Regions from separate parts of the Mus musculus genome. Here regions 2, 3, 4, 5, 6 and 7 are each linked to region 1. A link is a contact called in public HiChIP or PLAC-seq and promoter capture Hi-C data. All regions are on one chromosome and are shown on one strand. Each heading gives the region's core, a stretch centred on a gene start, on an enhancer-like site or on the middle of the called end of the contact. The rest is flanking DNA. Distances are from core to core; before and after follow the strand shown. Region 1 holds the start of Map2k1 (mitogen-activated protein kinase kinase 1). Region 2 holds the start of Igdcc4 (immunoglobulin superfamily, DCC subclass, member 4). Region 3 overlaps Dpp8 (dipeptidylpeptidase 8). Region 4 holds the start of Map2k5 (mitogen-activated protein kinase kinase 5). Region 5 holds the start of Igdcc3 (immunoglobulin superfamily, DCC subclass, member 3). Region 6 holds the start of Parp16 (poly (ADP-ribose) polymerase family, member 16). Region 7 holds the start of Dpp8 (dipeptidylpeptidase 8).

What was found. Promoter capture Hi-C pulls out the DNA fragments that hold promoters and counts their contacts. HiChIP or PLAC-seq counts read pairs in DNA pulled down with a chosen protein or histone mark.
Region 2: an H3K4me3 HiChIP or PLAC-seq map of stem cell-derived neural progenitor cells shows a contact between it and region 1, with 6 times the contacts expected there. The contact joins the promoter of Igdcc4 here to the promoter of Map2k1 in region 1. A contact is called at or near these places in 1 of 39 promoter capture datasets (frontonasal cranial neural crest) and 7 of 115 datasets of contacts at active chromatin or transcription factors (astrocytes, embryonic forebrain, embryonic stem cells and 3 more).
Region 3: a contact with region 1 is called in a promoter capture Hi-C map of pre-B cells, with 2.3 times the contacts expected there. The contact joins the enhancer-like site here to the promoter of Map2k1 in region 1. A contact is called at or near these places in 7 of 39 promoter capture datasets (the C10 cell line, the HPC-7 cell line, HPC-7-derived erythroid cells and 4 more) and 2 of 115 datasets of contacts at active chromatin or transcription factors (embryonic forebrain and fetal liver).
Region 4: a promoter capture Hi-C map of pre-B cells shows a contact between it and region 1, with 2.5 times the contacts expected there. The contact joins the promoter of Map2k5 here to the promoter of Map2k1 in region 1. A contact is called at or near these places in 3 of 39 promoter capture datasets (liver and pre-B cells), 1 of 115 datasets of contacts at active chromatin or transcription factors (large pre-B cells) and 1 of 9 other capture datasets (liver).
Region 5: a contact with region 1 is called in an H3K4me3 HiChIP or PLAC-seq map of craniofacial prominence, with 4 times the contacts expected there. The contact joins the promoter of Igdcc3 here to the promoter of Map2k1 in region 1. A contact is called at or near these places in 1 of 39 promoter capture datasets (neural stem cells) and 2 of 115 datasets of contacts at active chromatin or transcription factors (craniofacial prominence and embryonic forebrain).
Region 6: a promoter capture Hi-C map of erythroid cells shows a contact between it and region 1, with 6 times the contacts expected there. The contact joins the promoter of Parp16 here to the promoter of Map2k1 in region 1. A contact is called at or near these places in 4 of 39 promoter capture datasets (cranial neural crest, erythroid cells, hippocampal neurons and 1 more), 4 of 115 datasets of contacts at active chromatin or transcription factors (bone marrow-derived macrophages, embryonic forebrain, large pre-B cells and 1 more) and 1 of 9 other capture datasets (liver).
Region 7: a contact with region 1 is called in an H3K4me3 HiChIP or PLAC-seq map of embryonic forebrain, with 6 times the contacts expected there. The contact joins the promoter of Dpp8 here to the promoter of Map2k1 in region 1. A contact is called at or near these places in 4 of 39 promoter capture datasets (cranial neural crest, hippocampal neurons, neural stem cells and 1 more), 2 of 484 Hi-C or Micro-C datasets (B cells and CD4 T cells) and 6 of 115 datasets of contacts at active chromatin or transcription factors (the NIH/3T3 cell line, astrocytes, craniofacial prominence and 3 more).

Annotation. Positions count from the first base shown.
Region 1 is chr9:64,252,240-64,254,939 of GRCm38.p6, forward strand. Map2k1 (mitogen-activated protein kinase kinase 1) reads right to left here and starts at 1,366. Exons shown (of 11, transcript NM_008927.4): 1 at 974-1,366. The coding sequence starts at 1,053.
Region 2 is chr9:65,100,057-65,102,756 of GRCm38.p6, forward strand. It overlaps Igdcc4 (immunoglobulin superfamily, DCC subclass, member 4), which reads left to right and starts at 1,430. Exons shown (of 20, transcript NM_020043.3): 1 at 1,430-1,542. The coding sequence starts at 1,479.
Region 3 is chr9:65,073,633-65,076,332 of GRCm38.p6, forward strand. Dpp8 (dipeptidylpeptidase 8) reads left to right here. Exons shown (of 21, transcript NM_028906.2): 17 at 807-953; 18 at 2,104-2,256. Among named protein-coding and RNA genes, the nearest start is that of Igdcc4, 27 kb to the right of the region's middle. Within about 2 kb of position 1,414, at least 80 of the 459 cell types and tissues checked have an H3K27ac peak or open chromatin away from gene starts, as enhancers often do. A contact at or near this core is called in the HPC-7 cell line and pre-B cells, where this site is marked.
Region 4 is chr9:63,376,458-63,379,157 of GRCm38.p6, forward strand. Map2k5 (mitogen-activated protein kinase kinase 5) reads right to left here and starts at 1,445. Exons shown (of 22, transcript NM_011840.3): 1 at 666-1,445. The coding sequence starts at 800.
Region 5 is chr9:65,139,781-65,142,480 of GRCm38.p6, forward strand. Igdcc3 (immunoglobulin superfamily, DCC subclass, member 3) reads left to right here and starts at 1,374. Exons shown (of 14, transcript NM_001357257.1): 1 at 1,374-1,773. The coding sequence starts at 1,635.
Region 6 is chr9:65,213,368-65,216,067 of GRCm38.p6, forward strand. Parp16 (poly (ADP-ribose) polymerase family, member 16) reads left to right here and starts at 1,323. Exons shown (of 7, transcript NM_177460.4): 1 at 1,323-1,496; 2 at 1,982-2,265. The coding sequence starts at 2,092.
Region 7 is chr9:65,031,061-65,033,760 of GRCm38.p6, forward strand. Dpp8 (dipeptidylpeptidase 8) reads left to right here and starts at 1,398. Exons shown (of 21, transcript NM_028906.2): 1 at 1,398-1,563. It overlaps Gm39362 (a long non-coding RNA gene), which reads right to left and starts at 352. Exons shown (of 3, transcript XR_870867.3): 1 at 1-352.

The DNA of each region.
Region 1 (2,700 bases), core at 116-2,615:
ATGCTCACACAAATCCACCACTACCAGCCCTGCCATTGATACTACTGCAGGTATCAATGACAGTAACCATACCAACAGGTCCTGAGTTATTAAAATCTAGGGAAAGGAGGGAGGGGGGTTACAATAATCTCCAAAGGACAGAATGCCTGAAGCTACTTTCATTTTATCAGATACCTCTCAAGTCTCCTGACCTCAGGGAAAGATGAAGAAGAAACCCAACAGGTGGGCTCAGAAACCCACCTTATGAAATAAACTCTTATCTGTCTGTAAGCAACACTGGCCCCTGCAGATACCGAGCAACCTTTGGCTTTGTTTCCCTGGTCATCGTTCTTATGCCTCAAGTCAATTTCCGGCTCCCGGTCAACTAAGCAAAGCTGGGAGAATAACCGGTGAGGGGATGAACTGTTGCATGAACGGACAGATGAAGAGAGACTCCTCCCTCGAGCAAGGTACTTCTCAAGAAAAAGGCCACGGATGAGGGAGTCCCCAAAGTGAACCAGGGAAAAGCCATGGGGAAATCTGTGAACACACGCCCCCGCTGGCCAGGCGATCAACCGGCCACAAGGCCCCACAGGTGTCAGGCACCAAAAGTAAATGGGGCTCACCCATCCCAAGTCCACACTCAGACCCCGAGGAGGTCTCAAAGGTTAATGAGAAGCGACCTGAATTTGCTCTGCGTCTTGTTACAGGCCAGAATCCCAGAGTATGCCCTTTAGGCAATAGCTAGGGGGGGACGCATTAGGTTTCGTTTTCTTGGGCGAAGATTGATGTCGGTGGCCAGGGACGACAGACACTGTTGGGAAAGAGGGGGATCGGGACTTGTAGGGTGCACGGTCGATGTGAGTCAGGCACCCAATCAGTGCTTAGTCACTGATAGCCCGGCGGCCGGAGTTCCTCGCCCCCCGCCAGCCGGGCCGTACGTGACGAAGCCTCGCCTGGCGGTGGCGGCCTCCCGGCCACTCCCGGTACTCACTCGGCCGAGCTGGTCCCGTTAACCGCCGAGCCATCGGGGGCCGGGTTCAGCTGGATGGGCGTCGGCTTCTTCTTGGGCATCTTGCAGCCGGGAAAGAGCCTGCAACTCAGCAGGGAGCGCGCGGCCGCTTCTCGCTTCCTCCCTCGGCTCTGCCCAGAGTCGGGGCGGCTCGATCAACGCCGCGCTCCTGGGACCCTCCGCCCAACCCACGCGGAGAACCAGCTGCGCGCGCTCGCCGGCCGGGAACTCTCGCCTCAGCACACCGGTTCCTCGGGCTCGGACGGCTCCCTGCGCACTACCCACAGCTCAGCTACAGCCCCAGCTTGGAGAAAGTGCGGCCACCGCTGCTCCGGCGCTCCGAGACGCCGCGCACAGACGTCCCAGTGAGGGACTGGAGGGTGAGGGAGGGGCGGGGAAACGAGCAGGCCCCGCCCCCACGGGGGCTGCAGCGCTTCCCTCACGCCCGCCTGACTCCGCCCCCGTCGCTTCGCCGACAGCCAATGGGGACTAGCCTCAGAGGCAGATGACGCGGAAATACGTCACGGGAGGCGCGGCGCATTGGCTTGGGGCGGAGTTAAAGGGAGGCTTTCCGGGCGCCCTCTGCTGACCAGCGGTATCCAGGTGGCTGCTGTACGAGGTTCTTGCACGCAGGTCATCTTGCCTTTGAGTGGGGCTGCTTGGCCTATTTATCTCAACTCTTCTCCTCCCTTGGGCTGGGTCATTTTGACCCAGACAAAAGTACAAAATAAATAAGAAAAGGACCCCTTTTCGTGTCCTGAGGCCAAGCGGAATTGAGTAAGAGCAAACTAAATTGAACAAAAGCCAGGAGTGCACATTTTTAATTCCAGTACAAGAGGCAGAGGCAGGCTGATGTGTACGCATTCGAAGCCAGCTTGGTCTACACAGCCAGGGATACATTGTGAGACCCAGTCTCAAAATAAAAGAAAACTTGTCAAGAGACTCCTTAAACTAAACTGACATGATTTTTCTATTTTAATTCTACTAAAATGGAGGTACACAGCTGAGAACTCCGTGCTGCAGAGGTGGTAAATTAGTGAAGCCTATTTTGAGAGCAGATTGAAGTCTAATTAATGGGGTCAGCCGACCTAAATGTATCCAATCTCATATCCTCTTTTTCGTTTTCTAAGCCTTTTGGCAAAGTCAAGTTTGGAGTAGCCTGGACAGCTAGCGCAGAAGTTGAGGGTGTTTCTTGCTTTAACAGGACTCTAGTTGGGTTCCCTGCATTCGTGTTTGGGCAGCTCACAACCACCTGTAACTTCCAGCTGTAGTGGATACCATGCCTCTGGCCTCTGAGGGTACATGTACTCTTGTGTACATACCCAAACACACACAAACATCATTAAAAATAAAGTCAGGCACACACTTTTAATCCCAGCACTCGGTAGGCAGAAACAGGTGGAAATCCCTAGTTGGAGACTAACCTGGTCTACAGAGTGAGTTCCAAGACAGCCAGGACTACACAGAGAAACCCTGTCGTGAAAAACTAAAATGGCTGATGAGATGGCTCAGTGGGTAAGAGCACCCGACTGCTCTTCCAAAGGTCCTGAGTTCAAATCCCAGCAACCACATGGTGGCTCATAACCATCTGTAACGAGATCTGACTCCCTCTTCTGGAGTATCTGAAGACAGCTACAGTGTACTTACATATAATAAATGAATAATCTTAAAAAAAAGAAAAATTAAAATGATGATAATAATAAATCAGA
Region 2 (2,700 bases), core at 180-2,679, 850 kb after region 1:
ACAGGAACTTCTTCCTCCCCAAAAGGGATAGAACTTACTGGCAGCATGTGAGCCGGAATGGAAATGATTCTAAATCATGGGGATGCCAATGGATACAAGAAAAGGAAGAATGTAGCATTTTTCCTTTAAAAAAAAATTTTTTTTTATGTGTATGTGTGTACTTGCATGAGTTTATGTGCACCATGTGCAGGAAAGTGCCTACAAAGCCCAGAAGAGGGCATCAGATTCATTGGAAATGGAATTACAGATGGTTATGGCTGTCATATGGGTGCTGGGAGCAGAACCCAGGTCCTTTGTTAGGGCAGGAAGCACTCTAGCCACTGGGCCACCTCTCTAGCCTCAAAATCCGGATATATATATATAATTTTTATTTATTTTAAATTGTATCTAATTGTGTGTCTGCTTGTAGGTGCAGATGCCACAGAGCCCAGTGGTATCAGACCTCCTGGAGCTAGAGTTACAGACTGATGTGAGTCGCCTGGGTGGGTACCGGAACCAAATCTAGGTCCTCTGCAAATGCAATAAGCACTCTAACCGCTGAGCCATCTCTCCCATCACAAACGCATCATTTTAAATAGACGTTTAGTATGTTTTTCTCTCCCCAACCCAACCTGACATTTGATTCCCCCAGCTTTAGACACACTGAGGCAACTAACCTGGCCAGCTCAGTTGGAAAAGAGGCAGTTCTGAAAAAGAGAGTGGACCGGTGGAGGCTCAACACCATTAGCAGGCCCTGCACCTGCTGCTTTAAGCCTCCTGTCCTTAGGGAGTCCCCACTACAAACCCAAATATTCCCAGTATGCAGGTATGTAAAATGGTGGTAAGCAAGTCTTCGTTGTCCCTCACAGAGGTGGAACACAGTACAGACTGGGTTGGCTACTGAGGAGGAAGGAAGGAAGCCAAGAGAATCCCTCAGCTTGGCATGGAAGAGGTAGCGGGGACAAGGAATTGTAGTGTCCTCAGAGAGTCTGTTGGTGCAGCCTGTGGAGAGGCTAAACAGGATTCAGGTCAGGCTGTGAGTTGGAAAAGGACAGGTCTCAGTGAACTGAGCCTGGAACAGAGGTGGAGGCGACCCTGAAGGTAGAGTCATGGTAGGGTTAGGGAACAGAGATCCAGAGGCTCAGGTAAAAAGATGAACAGAAAGGAGCCTGAGGTGACCCGAGGAGCGGGAGGCTCCCGCGTGCTGAGTGAGCCGCAGGAGCAGGCTGGTGGCGCGCGGGCGCGTGTCCCCTGTGGTGCAGGGTGGCCACACTGGCGGGGCGCCCCCGCGTGGGCCGCTAGCCCAAGATGGCGATGGAGGGGCGGGCGAGCTGGCCGCGGCCCCGGCCCCCGCGCCGGCCCCCGCTCGGGCCCCGGCCCCGGAGGCCGCGCCCCCGCCCGCGGCGCCGCGCCTCCCGGAGCCACTGACGCCCGGCGCGCCCTCCCCCGGCGGCGGCCCAGGCGCCCGGACGCGGCGGCAGCGGCCCGAGCCCGGCCCTATGGCGCGGGCGGACACGGGCCGCGGGCTCCTGGTGCTGACCTTCTGCCTGCTGTCCGCGCGCGGTAAGGGCCCGGGTGGCCGCAGTCGCGAGTGGGCGTCCCCGGCGCCCGCGATGCTTGCGCGCCGGGGGCTGTGGGGACTTGCCCCCAGGGGGTGTGTGTCCTTGCTGTGCACAGCCTGGCACCGTGCGTGTCCCCCTGCGCGTGGCCCTTGTGCATGTGAGGTTTGCATGTGTGTGTCCTGCGGGGGTGGGGGTGTCCTGCGGGGGAACGTGTCCACAGCGCGTGCCTAAGGCGCCGGGTAGCATCGCCAGCGCGCGGGTGGCTGCAAGCGGGACATGATTCTGCCCTGCCCGCAAGCGTCTCGCGGTCGCGAGTGTGCCTGAGAGAGCGGGCGGGGAGGGAGTGTACACTTACACCTCCATTTGTGTCGGGTGCGTGTGTAACTGGATGGGACTGAGCTAATATTTGGCCTTGGCTTTTGGGGAGTGTCCTTGCTCTTGATGGGGGCGGCGGTGAGAAAAACCACACTCAACTTTGCCCAATGGGTGTGGCCCCTGGGGCCAGCTAGGGAGGTTGGGGGAATGTGGAGGTGTTGTGGACCCAAACCCAGGGTTCGGAGTGGGGCTGGGGGAAGGGCAGGAAACCAGTTGCTTTGCCGAACGCGTCCAACACTCGCTCTCTGGATGGGACGCGTGTCACTCCTGCCCCACCCCCAAGGGCGGACCAGGGAAGCGTGGACGAGATCAGCAAGGCCCCCTCCAGTGCCCAGGTCCTAGTGTTGGGTAGGGTCAAGGGTAAGGATCACAACTGTCCACACCAAAGAAAGGACTGGGGGCGGGGGGAGACGAAGTGTCCAAGTGTGTATGCCAAAGCTGTTTTTACCACCCCCGGCCCTCTCACTCTCAGTGGGGTGTGCGTTTGGGGGACAGCCCAAAGGAGGTTAGGTGGTAGGGCCTGGAGGGGGATGGGCTGCCCGCTTTGTTCGATTACTTCTTGCCTTCCCTGCCGAGGGGGGAGTTAAGGATGTGTCCGGGGCGAGTCGGGGAGGGACTTGGCAGTGGGGGTGGGGAGGGGGATTTTTCTCCAGCTGCTGCGGCTTTCCAGAGAGACTGGGCCAGGCCACGTGGGAGGGAGACAGGGAGGGAGGCGGGGGGTGGTGGAAAGGAGCCTCCGCTGGGCCAACCCCAGGCCCATCTCCAGGAAAACAGCGGGTGGGAG
Region 3 (2,700 bases), core at 164-2,663, 820 kb after region 1:
CACCAGTAATCTAGACATCTGTTAGCAGCCATTGTTCAGTCCGCCTCAGAACCCTGGCAGTGCAGTAGCTTGTTTACACTAACAGTGCCCCAAACCCAGGAGAAATGCACCGTGTCCCGCCAGCTGTGCTGTCATTAGACATTTTCAGCTCCGTTGTGATCCCACGGGACCACCACTTCATGAGTGCCCTGAGCTGACTGAAACACGAGCGTGCAGGGCATGGCTCACTCCTCCTCTCAGTAGCTACAGCTCCTTTTCTAGTAAAGCCCCAGACGCAGTCTCTCTCTGTGTCACTTTGAAGGGTAGTCTCTAGGGTGATAAAGTGATTTAAAAATCATACTTTTACACTAATTTGTCTAACATGAGAGAGATAGCCGGACTGATAACAGTGTTCATTAGAATGCTACATCTCGCTGTCACTCAGCAACAGAGACAAGGGGGGCCAGAAGATGGTCTTAATTGTCCTTGTCACTGTTACTTGAATGACATATTCTTTGGTGTAGATAATTTGGCAACTTTCTCTGTGGGGTGGATTATCTTACCTTACTTAAATCTTAACTATCTGAGCTAGAATGAAGTCTGCAGTTGTTTGGTATTTGCCGTGAAGCTCTAAGTGTGAGACTAAGTGTGAGCAACACAAACATGCCTAGACGAGAGTCAGTTTAAAAGTGGATCCCGTCACACTTACGCTTCAACGGGAAGAGAAGTAGGAAGCTCAGTTTCCTGGTGCTCGCCTCGCCGTGGACCCCCCTCTCACGCTCTGTATGCTGCCACGCAACTCCACTCAAGATGCGCCTCTCTTCCAGGTGCAGCTGGTGAACAATCGGTTTAAAGGAGTCAAGTATTTCCGCCTGAACACCCTGGCCTCCCTGGGTTATGTGGTTGTGGTGATAGACAACAGGGGATCCTGTCACCGAGGACTTAAATTTGAAGGCGCCTTTAAATATAAAATGGTGTGTGAACATAGAGCATTTTCTTTTCAAATGTTTTCGTTTTGAGTTGGGGGAGGATCTAAGTGACAGAATGAGGGAGCACGGGTTAGACTTGAGCAGTGGGAAGGAAGGCACAGTTGGGTTTACACTATACTCACTCCTGGTTACCTGTATGCAATGCCCAGGAGCTGAGGTAGAACCACTTCTGCACAAAAATACTCTTCTAAGTTGTACCCGCAGCTCCCTACAAAGCAGCCCCATCTAGCGTGCAGAGACCCATATGTAGCTAAGAAATAATTGAGATTTGTTCTGTCCTCTGTGAAGAGGGAAACCGACTGGTTAGTTCCTTCCTTGTGACAAGCCTCTTTCTCTCTGCAGGAAGCTTTAAATGCTACCTTTTAGAGATGCCCCAGGTCCTTTCTGCTGCTTTGGGAAATGATGACAGGCCGATGTTCCTTTTGCACTGTAAGGCAGTCCCTGTGGTTGCCAGTGTGTTGGACATGCTGAGTAAGACATGGGATGCTCTCCCACAGACAGTTCTTTGACCTTATGTTGTATTCTCATGTAAGTTTTTGGTTGTTTTATTTTTTTGGTTTTGGCTCAGTGAAGCGAGACTGTGTGCACTGGCAGGCCAGGTGATACCCTGGGTGGTACTGGCAGGCCAAGTGATACCCTGGGTGGTACTGGCAGGAACTAAGCCGTCCAGAGCTTTGCTAGAGGTAAAATGCTGGAAAAGAGGAAGTTAGGGCCTCAGGGGTAATGTCCTCTGTTTTGTTGCACTTAAGTGCTAAAAGGAGAAGTAAAATTAATCTCTTAAAGGGGCTGAATTTTTGTCTTTGGATAGAGGAAGGCTTGTTACAAGGAAGTTGCTGGCCTCTTAGCAGACAACAGAACAAACGAGTGGGAGACACGATGTAGTTAGGGACAGTGTGGGCAATGACAGGAAAGGCCTGGGGACTAAACCCCCATCAGAGTAGCAGGTCCTTACCTATAGAAGCATTTTTATTTTACATTTCCTGGGGCAAAATAGAATATCACTTGTTAATTAAACTCTAATCTGAAAAGAGAAACTCTCCAGGAATTTTTAGTAAAAACATGAAGCAGCATTAAAAAGAATTCTCAAAGACTCTAGTGTACATCAGAGCCAGTGAGCTTTCCCCCTCTTTGACAGGGTCAAATAGAAATCGATGATCAAGTGGAAGGACTCCAGTACCTAGCATCTCAGTATGACTTCATTGACTTGGATCGAGTGGGCATCCACGGCTGGTCCTATGGTGGCTACCTCTCCCTGATGGCATTAATGCAGAGGTCGGATATCTTCCGGGTACGTAGCTATTATTGTATTTCAGTTTTTGCTTGTTTGTTTTCTTGATTTCGGGTTTTTTTAGGCAGAGTTTCTCTGTGTAGCCCAGGCTGGCCTTGAATTCAAAGATTTCCCTGCCTCTGCCTCCCACATGCTGAGATTAAAGTTGTTCACCACCACCACCCAGCTCTCTTGTTTGTTTTTGTAATTAGATAGAATTCTGTTCATCGAAGACACCTGGAAGTGGTAATTTTTTTGAAGGCTCATGGTATTGCCAATATTGTAGAGACTTCTCTACAATATTGCTGAGTTTGTGTTTTGCAACATGGGAAATGTACCTTTTGTGTTAACATAGCTTTTTAAACACTTGTCAGCCTGAGCACCAATTTTTAACTACTTATACATGCCAAAGATTAAAAGTCATGACTAGTAAAACACACACACACAGTTACTGGATTGTACTAC
Region 4 (2,700 bases), core at 195-2,694, 880 kb before region 1:
ATGTTTTATAGTATATATTATATATGGACTCAAGGGCCAGCCTACATTAACCTTCATAATTTTGTGTGAAATATATTCTAAGCATCCCAAGGCAATGCACTGTTGATTCTAAGATGTAAATTTTCCCTGAACACTCAACATCTCTGAAATTGAGCTGTGTTTGTCACGGAATGATGTGCTGTAGTTCTAACAGGCAGCATCCTTTCCATATTGATAGTTAAGTCTAGGTCTCCCATTCAGTGGCATCTAAGGTTTGCTTAACCATTGTAAACTAAGATTGCCCTGGTGTCCCTTTCCCAGCAGGTCACAAGTTCAGGAAACTCAGCAGTGACAGGGCTAGAATGAGGGCAGGAATCCTTTCCAAATACTTGAGAAAAATATAAGAAACAGTTTTAAAACTCTTTACATCCCAGTTGTCTGCACTGGTGTGTAAGTCACAGTCCAGACTGTGAGCTTCCTGAGGGCAGGGGTTCAGTCGGATACATCAATTTCCCAGGGCGCTGCACATTTACCAGTTTTCAGTGAGTGCAATTAACCGAGACTGTGGTTAAAACAGGTAAGTTGACCCCACCAGAGGCCAGCTCAGGCCACCAATGGTCAAGATGCTGCCTATCCAGATCCATAATCCCCAACGCTGGGATTTGGCCACTAAAGTCACCACTCACCAGAACATCCCTGAAGAGTAACTGCGGCCCGGAGTGCACGGTCCAGTCCACCGCGCCACTATTTGGAATCTTGATCCGAATCACCAGCACCTGGTTCTCCATGGCACAGAAGGGGCCAAGGGCCAGCCACAGCATTACAGGTTAAAGGGTCTCACATCCTGGGGCGAGGGGTACCGACCTGCCCCTACTTAGGAGGAGCCCCAAGAAGTGACAAGGGGAACGATAGACAGAAGGCAGGCGATAAATAGGGAGCAAGAAGATGGGGAGAAGTGAAGAGGAGCGATCAGGAGGGAGCTTGCAGGCCCAAAACCAGGCCCAGGTCGTGTGGAGTGTCCCTAGGAGAGGATGCACTGTTGGGGGACCGGCCAAGAGGAATTAGTAGAGAGCGGAAGGTCCTGGAGTTACAAAAGTGGACAAAACAGAACCCACAAGCATTCTGTAGTCCTTGTGAGTAAGAGGAGACAGCGGAGCAACGGCCTGGTTTAAGGCAGGTACAGTGGCCAGGGTCCTGCCGTCCTGAGTGTCTCGGTGGGCAAGGGGACGGTGGCCGGGCGCCGCGGGCTGGGTCGGGGCTGTTTCGGAGGTGCACCGGTGGCGCCTGCCCTCCAACCAGGCAGGGGGGCCCAGGGCCGCGGGGTCAAGGGGCGGGTCCCGGACCGCAGCCGGAACCGGAGGGCGCGGCGCGTGCAGGATCGTCCGACTGAGGCCCGCGTCCCGGCAGCGGAGGTGGCGGCGAGAGGAGGAGGAAGGCGGCCGTTAGACCGCTGTTACTCCGGAACCAAAACGCGATGGCGCCGGAACCCGGGGAGCCGACATGTGGGACCCGCCTCCTGGGGCGCCATGTTGGAAGAGGGCAGCTGGGGCGGAGCAGGGATCTCGTGCTAGGACTGGCTGACTTCCATCTCTTCAGGTAGTGGTAAAGGAGCCTAGAAAACCCAGGAAGACACGGATCTACGGCTGGGGGCTGTCCGTAAAACAATTTAAGGTTTGATCATGCAGAAAAGGCGGTGAAGGACAAGACGGCAGCACCAGCTTGTCAAGTTATATACCTTTTACTATCCGCGGGTTTGTTACATTAAATCGGCAAGAGCCAGGCAAGACCTTTTTATTAAAAAAAGAAAAAAAAAAAAAAAAGCATGTTTTTATGCCCCTTCTTCCAATTAACAGTTCCAAAATACCACTATTTTTTCTCCCACGTTAGCAAAGTGTGCATGAATTTTTCAGTGAGGTCCTTTACCCTAACCAGTGACCTACAGTACCAAGCAATCTCCTACTCAAAAGCAACAGTAAAGAAACTCAATGGAGAGCGCTTAACTGCCTGGGGACAGCTGTATTTCTGGCATCATAATATCTTATTCAACCGTTGCAAAAATATCCCGTCTGTTCCATATATTTTCAGCTAAATTGCAGTGTTTATGCAGTCAGTGATAGCAGGGCAGTAGCCGTAAACCTTGGTTATTTTTAAATGCCTTGTTACCTCACATTTTAAAGTGCATAATCCTGTTGATCTATGTGTCTATACAAAAGAATTGCTTACAAATGGCAACGTGTAGGTAGGCCCTTTATTTGTAATTAAATTATGCTATTATCTCTACCTTTTGGGGCTGATTATGCATAAACATAGTGCGTGGGGTGGTGGGACCAGTGTCCACTTTCCCCGGAATAAACAGATATGTGATTAATGTAAGAGGAGGAACAATTAAATGTTGATCATTTTCAATGTAATACCAAAATTTGTGGCATAATTTCCTCTACTTGGGCTTTTTTCCTGTTGCATTTGAAAGGCCATTGTAGGAGATAAATGACCATCTTTTAGTTATTATTCCTTAATAGCTTAGGTAGGAATTCACGTAGACCGATTCTCCAGGTACTGTTGGAACTACCCCTTTGTAACTGCTCTTCAGTGCTAAAGAAAAATTCACTATTTTGCCATGTACTTCTTAATCTAAACTTTATTTCTATTATTAAGGAAAATTAACTACAAAACTAGAGATTTTCTATTAACCTATGATTTGTTAAAACGTCTTTTTAAAAA
Region 5 (2,700 bases), core at 124-2,623, 890 kb after region 1:
AATGATGTGTGCCATTATCCTGGACTCCTCTGAAAGTTTTTTAAATTAGATTTAAATTAGAGAATTGCAGAACATTTTATCTATTTACTCTGTGTGAGTGTGTGTGTGTGTGTGTGTGTGTGTGTGTGTGTGTGTGTGTCTATGTGTGTATGTTTGTACATGTGCCATGGTGCAAGTGTGGCTCGCTGTCAGAGAATAATTTCCTATGGGTGTCATTTTCTTTTTCAACCATGTAGGTTCCAGGGATGCTGGTGAGTCAGGCTTGGCTGCAGGTTCCTTTCCCTGCTGAACCAAGCCTTCTTTACTTACCTGCATGAAAGCATGGTGCCAAATACTTGTACTCCTCGAACTTGGAAGGTGGAGACAGGAGGATTAAACAATCCAAGATCACCCACTACTACAAAGTGGATTCAAGGCCACCCTGGGCTAGGAGAGGTGAGAAGCCATTACACTCTTGCCTCCAAATGCTGCCAGAGACAGACACTGCTACCAGGGTTAAGTGGGTGCTCTGTAATTTTGATGGACTCCCCCATCAAGTTGGACCCCAACATATGTCTGCATACAGTAGTAAAAAGACAAGACTCAACATCAACTTGGACAGCACATATATGTCTCTCTGAAGAGCTGTCTTCCCATATGTGAGACATCAGATACGATAGCAAAGAGAAGTTGCTGGCGACTGTACCTTCCAGTGTGCTGACCCAGCTACAGGTCATTTACCTGGACCCTTGCTCTTAAAGATCCGCAAAGTTGAGGGAATATAGTGTTGTCTTCAGGTTTCAGACCAACTCAGTGAGAATGACTGGGCTGGACAGCAGGCAGAACTGGGAGGGATCTCGGGTTTCTATGGGGCTCTTATGTTAGGGGTGCTCTTCTCACCTACGGGAGTGCCCTAACTTAGCCTTGAGAAGCCAGTCTTGAAGCTACACAACTCATCCCTTGAATAGGACAAGGAACCTAGAGGATACCGAATGTCTAACAACTTTGAGCAGTTTTAAGGGAATTGTCTTTAAAAACACAGAGTTGGGTATAGTGGAAGAGACACCGCTGAGAAAGTGGGGGGACGCAAACACCTCAGTTTTGCGTGTTTTTCCGCAGCTGGGACCCTCTCTCACAGTCTTCACGTTCCCAGATCCTCAAGTCCGGACGGACCACGAGGAGCGGATACCTTACTGCAGTCCGGGTCGGCGCGGCAGCTCCCGCTGCAGTTCAAAGCGCAGGGGGCGCGTCCGCTGCGCAGCCGGGAATGTCCGGCCGCTTAAAGCGCTCGCCGGCTCTTTTGTTCCCCAGACCCGGCCTCCAGGGAGAGGGGGCTGGGGGAGGGGAGGAGAGGGGGGCGGCGGGCAGAGGAGGAGGGCGGTGCGGGCGCGGGCGGAGTGCGGAGCGCGCACCCCGGGCGCGGCTGACAGATCGCCGCGGTGGGTGCAAGATGGCGCAAGCGGCGCTCTCCGTGATACCCGATCCCCGCTAAGGCCGGCATGCGGCCCCAGCCTCCCGCCGCCCGGGCTCGGCCCCGGCCCGAGCCCCGGCCCCGGCTCCGGCGCCGGCCCCGCGGGACGCTGTGAGCCCGTGAGACCCCAACCACCCCCCTGAGTAGCGCCGTGCGTCGCCGAGCCCAGCGGACCGAGAGACCGATGGCTGAGCCGCGCACCGCGTCCCCGCGCCGCCTGCCCGCGCTGCGCCGGCCCGGGTTTCTGCCGCCGTTGCTGCCGCCGCCGCCGCCGCCGCTGCTGTTGCTGCTGCTGCTGTTGCCGCTGCCTGCGCCAAGCCTGGGTGAGCCTCAGGACCCAGGCGAGAGGGGCGGACCCCGGGACACTGCGGGAACCTGCGCTAGGAGCGCGTGCTGGAGGGACCTGGCGGGACAGCGCGCTGCGGGCACGGGGAAACCCACTCCGGCAGGGCTGCCGGTAGTTTGAAGGACTGCAGGGGTTCGGCGGGAGAACCCCGGGAGAGGGCCGGGGCTCGGTTTTCTACGCCTTCGGGGCTCAGGATAGGTTCAGGGCAGGATGCCGATTCTGGGCAGAGGAACTGGGAGCGGAGCAAAGCGGGAGTTGGGAAGGCAAGCTGGCAGTGCGGAGTGGAGGAAACAAGCCCGAGGAGAAAGAGCGGAGGAGTCCCAACAGAGGAAGGCGAGCCCGGGTGCACAGAGCTCGGCTGGGGACCCTGAGTAGCCCGAGGCGAACGAAGCCGGAAGCGACAGATCGGGGTCGGGGTCCGGGACTCTACTGCACTGGGCTGAGAAGGCATCCCCCAGGGTTTAGAGCTGGGACTGGGTTCGGGGGTATCCGACGAACAGGAAGGAAAGATTCCTGGTGGACTGAGTGGGCGATCCTGCCAAGGGCTGGGAGAGCTGGAGGAAAGGGTCGCCCAGGGCAAGCGCCTACCAGCGGTGCTGCCCAGGGCCCCGCCCTTCCCCGAGGGAGCTCTCTAGGAGTCCCTGCCCTGGGTTCTCCCGGCTACCCGTCGCTTCCTCCCGGGCTGTAAAAGATTCATCTCAGCAAAGAAGGATGTGGATCTAAGCCCTCCGCTGTCTCAAGTCCTTCGCAGACACACATTTGGATTATTCTTTCCTTCCCTTCCTTCCTAAAAAGCAAAATATTGCATCTGCACCCGAGAGAAACTTTATCCCCGATAGCTATAGCGGGGTTGGATTGGGGGAAGAGGCGGCTCAGACTTAGGATATGTGAAGGATGTAAAGGA
Region 6 (2,700 bases), core at 73-2,572, 960 kb after region 1:
CCCAGGCCTTACAACAACCATTACCATTTGGACTCCTGGGGGTGGTTTGCATCATTGTTTGGCCTGGGAAGCTCTCTAGGGTCTGAGAATATAGTTCTGCCTGTCTTCCCTCCCGAAGTCTGAGGAGCACAGGGCCAGGTCCCATTCGGATGCCCAAGAAGGGGGTGATTTCTCAGAGAGCAGAGCCAGTGTGTGTGTATGTTTATTTATCTAATTAATGGTTGTTTTTGTTTTTGTTTTTGTAAAGTTTTGTTTTGGGGTTTGTTTTTGTTTTTTTTGAGACAGGGTTTCTCTGTGTAGCCCTTGCTGTCCTGGGATTTGATCTGTAGACCAGGCTGGACTTGAACTCAGAGATATGCCTGCCTTTGCTTCTGGTGTGCTGGGACTAAAGGCGTGAGCCACCACCTCTCAGCACGTGTGGGGTCTTTAAAGGGGACTTTTAGTCTAACAATTCAGCACTGGTCTTAGATTTCTATGTGACCAGAAGGCCAAGTGCTTTTTTTCTAGTGAGGTCTTGAAGAAGAAGAGGTAAAGGGAATCTGTTCTTACATTTTTTATTTTATTTTATTTATTTATTTTGGTTTTTCAAGACAGGGTTTCTCTGTATAGTCCTGGCTGTCCTGGAACTCACTTTGTAGACCAGGCTGGCCTCGAACTCAGAAATCCTCCTGCCTTTATTTTAATTTTTTAATGTATTTATTTTATGTATGTGAGTACACTGTAGCTGTACAGATGGTTGTGAGCCTTCATGTGGCTGTTGGGAATTGAATTTTTATTTAGGACCACTGCTTGCTCTGGTCAACCCTGCTCGCTCAGTCCCTGCTTGTTCCGGCCCAAAGATTTATTTATTATACATAAGTGCACTGTAGCTGTCTTCAAACGAATTAGAAGAGGGAGTCAGATCTCATTACCAGTGGTTGTGAACCACCATGTGGTTGCTGGGATTTGAACTCAGGACATTCAGAAGAGCAGTCAGTGCTCTTACCCGCTGAGCCATCTCACCAGCCCTACATTTATTTATTTTGTGTATACGTTCACATGTGGGCACACTTGAGCCTTGGTGCAGGTGTGGAAGTCATAGGACAAATTGCTAGAGTCACTTAGCTCCTAACATATGGGATCCTGGGATAGAACTCAGGTCGTGAGGACGGACAGCAAGTGCCTTTACTCGACCAGTTGCTGAGTCATCTTGGGGTCCGGTCTTTTCCCTTCGGCAGGGTTAGGTCATTGTTCTCCCAGTGCCTGTTTTCCCGACTTCCTGTTAGAGGCCTTCGAAGGAGGAGGATCCTGGGAAATCTGAGGTCAGACATTTGAGCAATTCAGAGAATTGCGGAGGCTGTAAGGTAGAGAGGAAGGTCTTTGGGTCGGCTACAGTGTCTTGAGAAAGTATTGTGTCACTCCGACCTTCAGTTTTCCCTGGGTATCAAGTGGCTTCTTGTGTGCAACGTGTCAGCTCCAGAGGAAACCGATTTATTCAACAGGTGGCAATTCCCAAGGTGAGCGAGGCTGGCTCAACCCGTGGAGCCAGGACAAAGACAATTCCCCGGGGCGGGTCCCGGGGCGGTTTCCACTTGGGGCGGTGGCGAGGATGACTAGCAGCCGCATTGGGCACCTTTGCCCAGCACCCGGGGCAGCTGGGATCCTCCGGGACCTGTGGGCGGGCGCGAGCTGAGCAAGGGCGCGGGAAGGGGCGGGCCTGGGCCGGGTGGGCGGAGCGGCGTGAGAGCGGCGGGCGGGGAGGTAGGCGGTGGCTGCTGGCAGTGTGGGGCGGCCAGGACTGATCGGCCGGGTCCCCGGGGTACTACCCACGCCGGGTGCAATAGCGACAACTCCATACCGGGGACTCCGGGACTGGCGGGACCCGAGAGGCGACTCTCCCAGATCCCGTGTTTCCCCGCACTGAGCGACCGTGCCCAGTGTCCTGCAGAGGACGCTCGCCGGCGCGTTCTCACCAATGTCAATTTGTCACCCCTTTGCCTAGCTCCACCCCCCGGGCTGGAAAACCTGGCAGCAGACGGTCTACGGTCCCCCGGGCCCAGGCCCCGCGCTGCCCCTCCTTGTCTCCTCCCGGCCACGCGCTACGAGCCCGGGATGCAGCTCTCCAACAGGGCAGCAGCCAGGGAGGCAGCGAGCCGCGACGTGCTGGCTGCGGACCTCCGCTGCAGCCTCTTCGCCTCGGCGCTGCAGAGCTACAAGCGGGACTCGGTGCTGCGGCCCTTCCCCGCCTCCTACGCCCGCCACGACTGTAAGGACTTCGAGGCCCTGGTGAGTCCGTCCTGATCCACCGTTGCTCGCTGCATCCTGGGCCAAGTGGCCCTGTGGAACGGCAGGCAGGAGCAGCTCCACCCGTGTTAGAAAACACGCCAATTCCCTGGACTTCCCACCCAGCCTGGCCTTGGGGAAGGTTCCCATCAGCAAGAACACTCCTAAACACCCTCGTGCAGACACACTGCCAGGTCATTCGGTGGCTGCTTCCTTTTGTCAGTGACTTAATCCCAGGAGTGATGGAATAGCTACATAGTCCTCCACAAAACGCTCTAGTGTGGCCCTAAAGGGGCGTTGATCTGAACCAGCTGTTCTGCCTAGATAAGAAGTTGTCCCTCCCTCTGCAACTAGTTAGACTTTGCCCTTCAGATGAAGTTACATATTAACAGTACTTATATAAACTGCCACGCAGTGCACATAGGCGTTGTTACTTTC
Region 7 (2,700 bases), core at 148-2,647, 780 kb after region 1:
CTGGTCTCTGCCTACTTTCCCAGCTACCTTTACACTTCTTTCCCCACTCTTTCCCTCAGCTAACGTACAGTGTGGATTAGGAAATAAATGATGGGTCAAGGGACCTGCCTCTCAGTGTAGCAGCCACCTCCAGGCCTTATTTCTCCATCTTTCATGTCTCAGTGCCACAGGCATTGTTAGCTTTTATCACTACTGAATGCCAATGTTGTTATATCCATTTACAGAGAGAAGACCCCAACCCAACAAAGAATGGGTGGTCTACTAAAGATCTTTAACATTAAAGTTCTGGAGGCTAGAGAGATGATGGTTCAGAGGTTAAGAGCGCTGGCTGCTGCTCCAGAGGTCCAGAGTTTAATTCCCAGCAACCACATGGTGGCTCACAGTCATCTATAATGGGATCTGATGCCCTCTTCTGGCATGCAGGTGTACATGCTGATAGAGCACTCATATACATAAAATAAATAATCAATTAGTTAAAAAAAAAAAAAAAAAGAAAAAAATGAGCACATGATGAACAGTGTTGGTGAGCTTGAGATGGGTCCGCAGTGTGGAAAGGGGAAGCTTTGTGAGTTCTGGGCACTGCCGTAGCTAGGAGCCGGGACAGGACCCACCCGGGTTTTGAGGAAGTGACCAGGAAGTGTTTGCTGAGTTTGCTTGGTTTTGGTGGGAGGTGGTGTGGGCACTTATGGAGTATGGATTGGTGTTAATGTGTGTTGTGGAAATGTGACCCTCAAGGAGGAATGTATTTTAGTGCTACTGACGTAAATAAAATGTAAACGTCACTGAAAAAAAAATTAAAAAAAGAAAAAAGAAAAGAAAAGAAAAATTTCTGTATCCAAATTCACATTTGTTTGTTTGTTTTTTTCCGTCATAACTGTAATGCTGAGGTCTCCAAAGCCATGGTTGGCCTCTGTCATCTCAAAAAGGCAGGAATTTTGGCTTTCTGCTCTAACGCAGGGATGTGTGTGTGAGTGAGAGAGAGAGACAGAGAGACAGAGACAGGGAGACAGAGAGACAGAGAGAGGGAGACAGAGACAGACAGAGATTGGATATAGAGGTTGGATAAGCGCCTGCTGGACCTGGCTTGTTCTTTCAGAAATCTTGTAGGCCCAGGTGCCTGTACCTGCTGAGCCATCCCACCGGCCAGTGAACATGAAGTTTATTTACTTTGAGTAGCTAACAGAGGTGGGGTGAATGTTGCTTTCTCTTCTAACCTTGTATGTTTTCCCTCCTGTCAGGCAGTCCACGTGCGGCACCTCCTCCCGCCGCTCGGTGGCGCTGTGGGGCCCCCTCGCGCACAGAAGCGAGAGTCATCCTTTCTTGGTCCGGCCGCTAGCCTTCCTCTGTCGGAGGGCGGGGCTCGGGGAACCGGAAGTGCCGAGGCCTCCGGTGCTGTCTTCGCCTCCGCCGCTTTTAAGTCCCTTCGTCCGCTGCCTGGGGGCCGCGGGGGCCGCCGCCGAGGAAGCTGCTGTGGCCCCGACGGGAGCGGAGGCGGCGCGGCATGAAGCGGCGTAGGCCCGCTCCATAGCGCATCCGGACGGTCCGGGCGGGCCCGGGGGGAAGGTGCAGTATCCGCCCGCTCTCCCTCCCCTGCGCCCGCGAGGCCACGGAGCTCCGGCCGGCCGCCCTCGGGCCGCTCCCGCCGGGAGAGCGGGTGGCTGGGCCCCGTTGGCCGGAAGAGGAAGCGCACACTCGGATTGCGAGGCTGCCAACGTTCACTGGGCGCCCCTGAACGCTGGCTGCTGCCCGCTCGGACTCCCACGTCCGTTATCTTGATAGAGCCTGGCTTGGGTTGGGATGCCGGGGACAGTCCGGGCATTCGGAGGAGGAAACGGAAATCCGCAGAGGCGAAGGGGTTCGCCTGAGGTCCGCCAGTGGCGGATGGGATTCGCCTTTGGACTCGCTGCTTTCCCCTAGCCGGGTGTTCCTTCCTCCCTCCCTCCTGCTTCACTCTAGATCCATCCCTCCGCGCTCACTGTCTCGCTGCCATTCTGTTCCACGCATTCGCAGCAGGGTCCTTGCCCTTCCTGTCCAGCTTGCTCATCCTCTTTTAACTAAGCCTTGCTGTTCCTACTGTCCTCTCGCGCCACATTCGCTGCCACACCTCTCCTCCTTCCTCATTCATAGCTTTCAAGCCCTTTACGTCGGATAAACTTTCTCAGCTGTAGACACAGAAAAGTGAAATGGCTAGGCTCCAGTGAGGTGTGCAGGGTCTAGACGACTGATTGGTTCTTACCGTAAAAAGCTACGGGATGCCATTTCTAGAGACCCCACCCCAAGAATCCCGAAGCTCTTTTTAACACAATATGTCATTTTTCAGAATGAGGGGCTTCGCGCTTTGGGGAGGTGTCTTGACTCTTAGCCTATTGCTGCTAACATTTTTACCCTCCTCTTGCCACATAGCTTCTTCATCTCTATGTGGCATACAGAGCTTGGAGTCTAAACTGATAACATATTATTTACTGTTGCAAAAATAACACACATTTTTCCCCCTAAGCTAGACTATCAACTGGCTTCGTGATTATTTTTTAGAAAAGCTACCTATCTCACTTATTCTCAATATTATGGCAAGAAAAAGAAGGCAAAATGGAGTACTCTTAAAGAATAGGACAGCTTTGTCAGAAATTGTAGCTGGGTATAGTGCTGCATACCTGTAACCCCAGCATTTGCGAGGCCGAGGCAAGAGGATCTTGAGTTCAA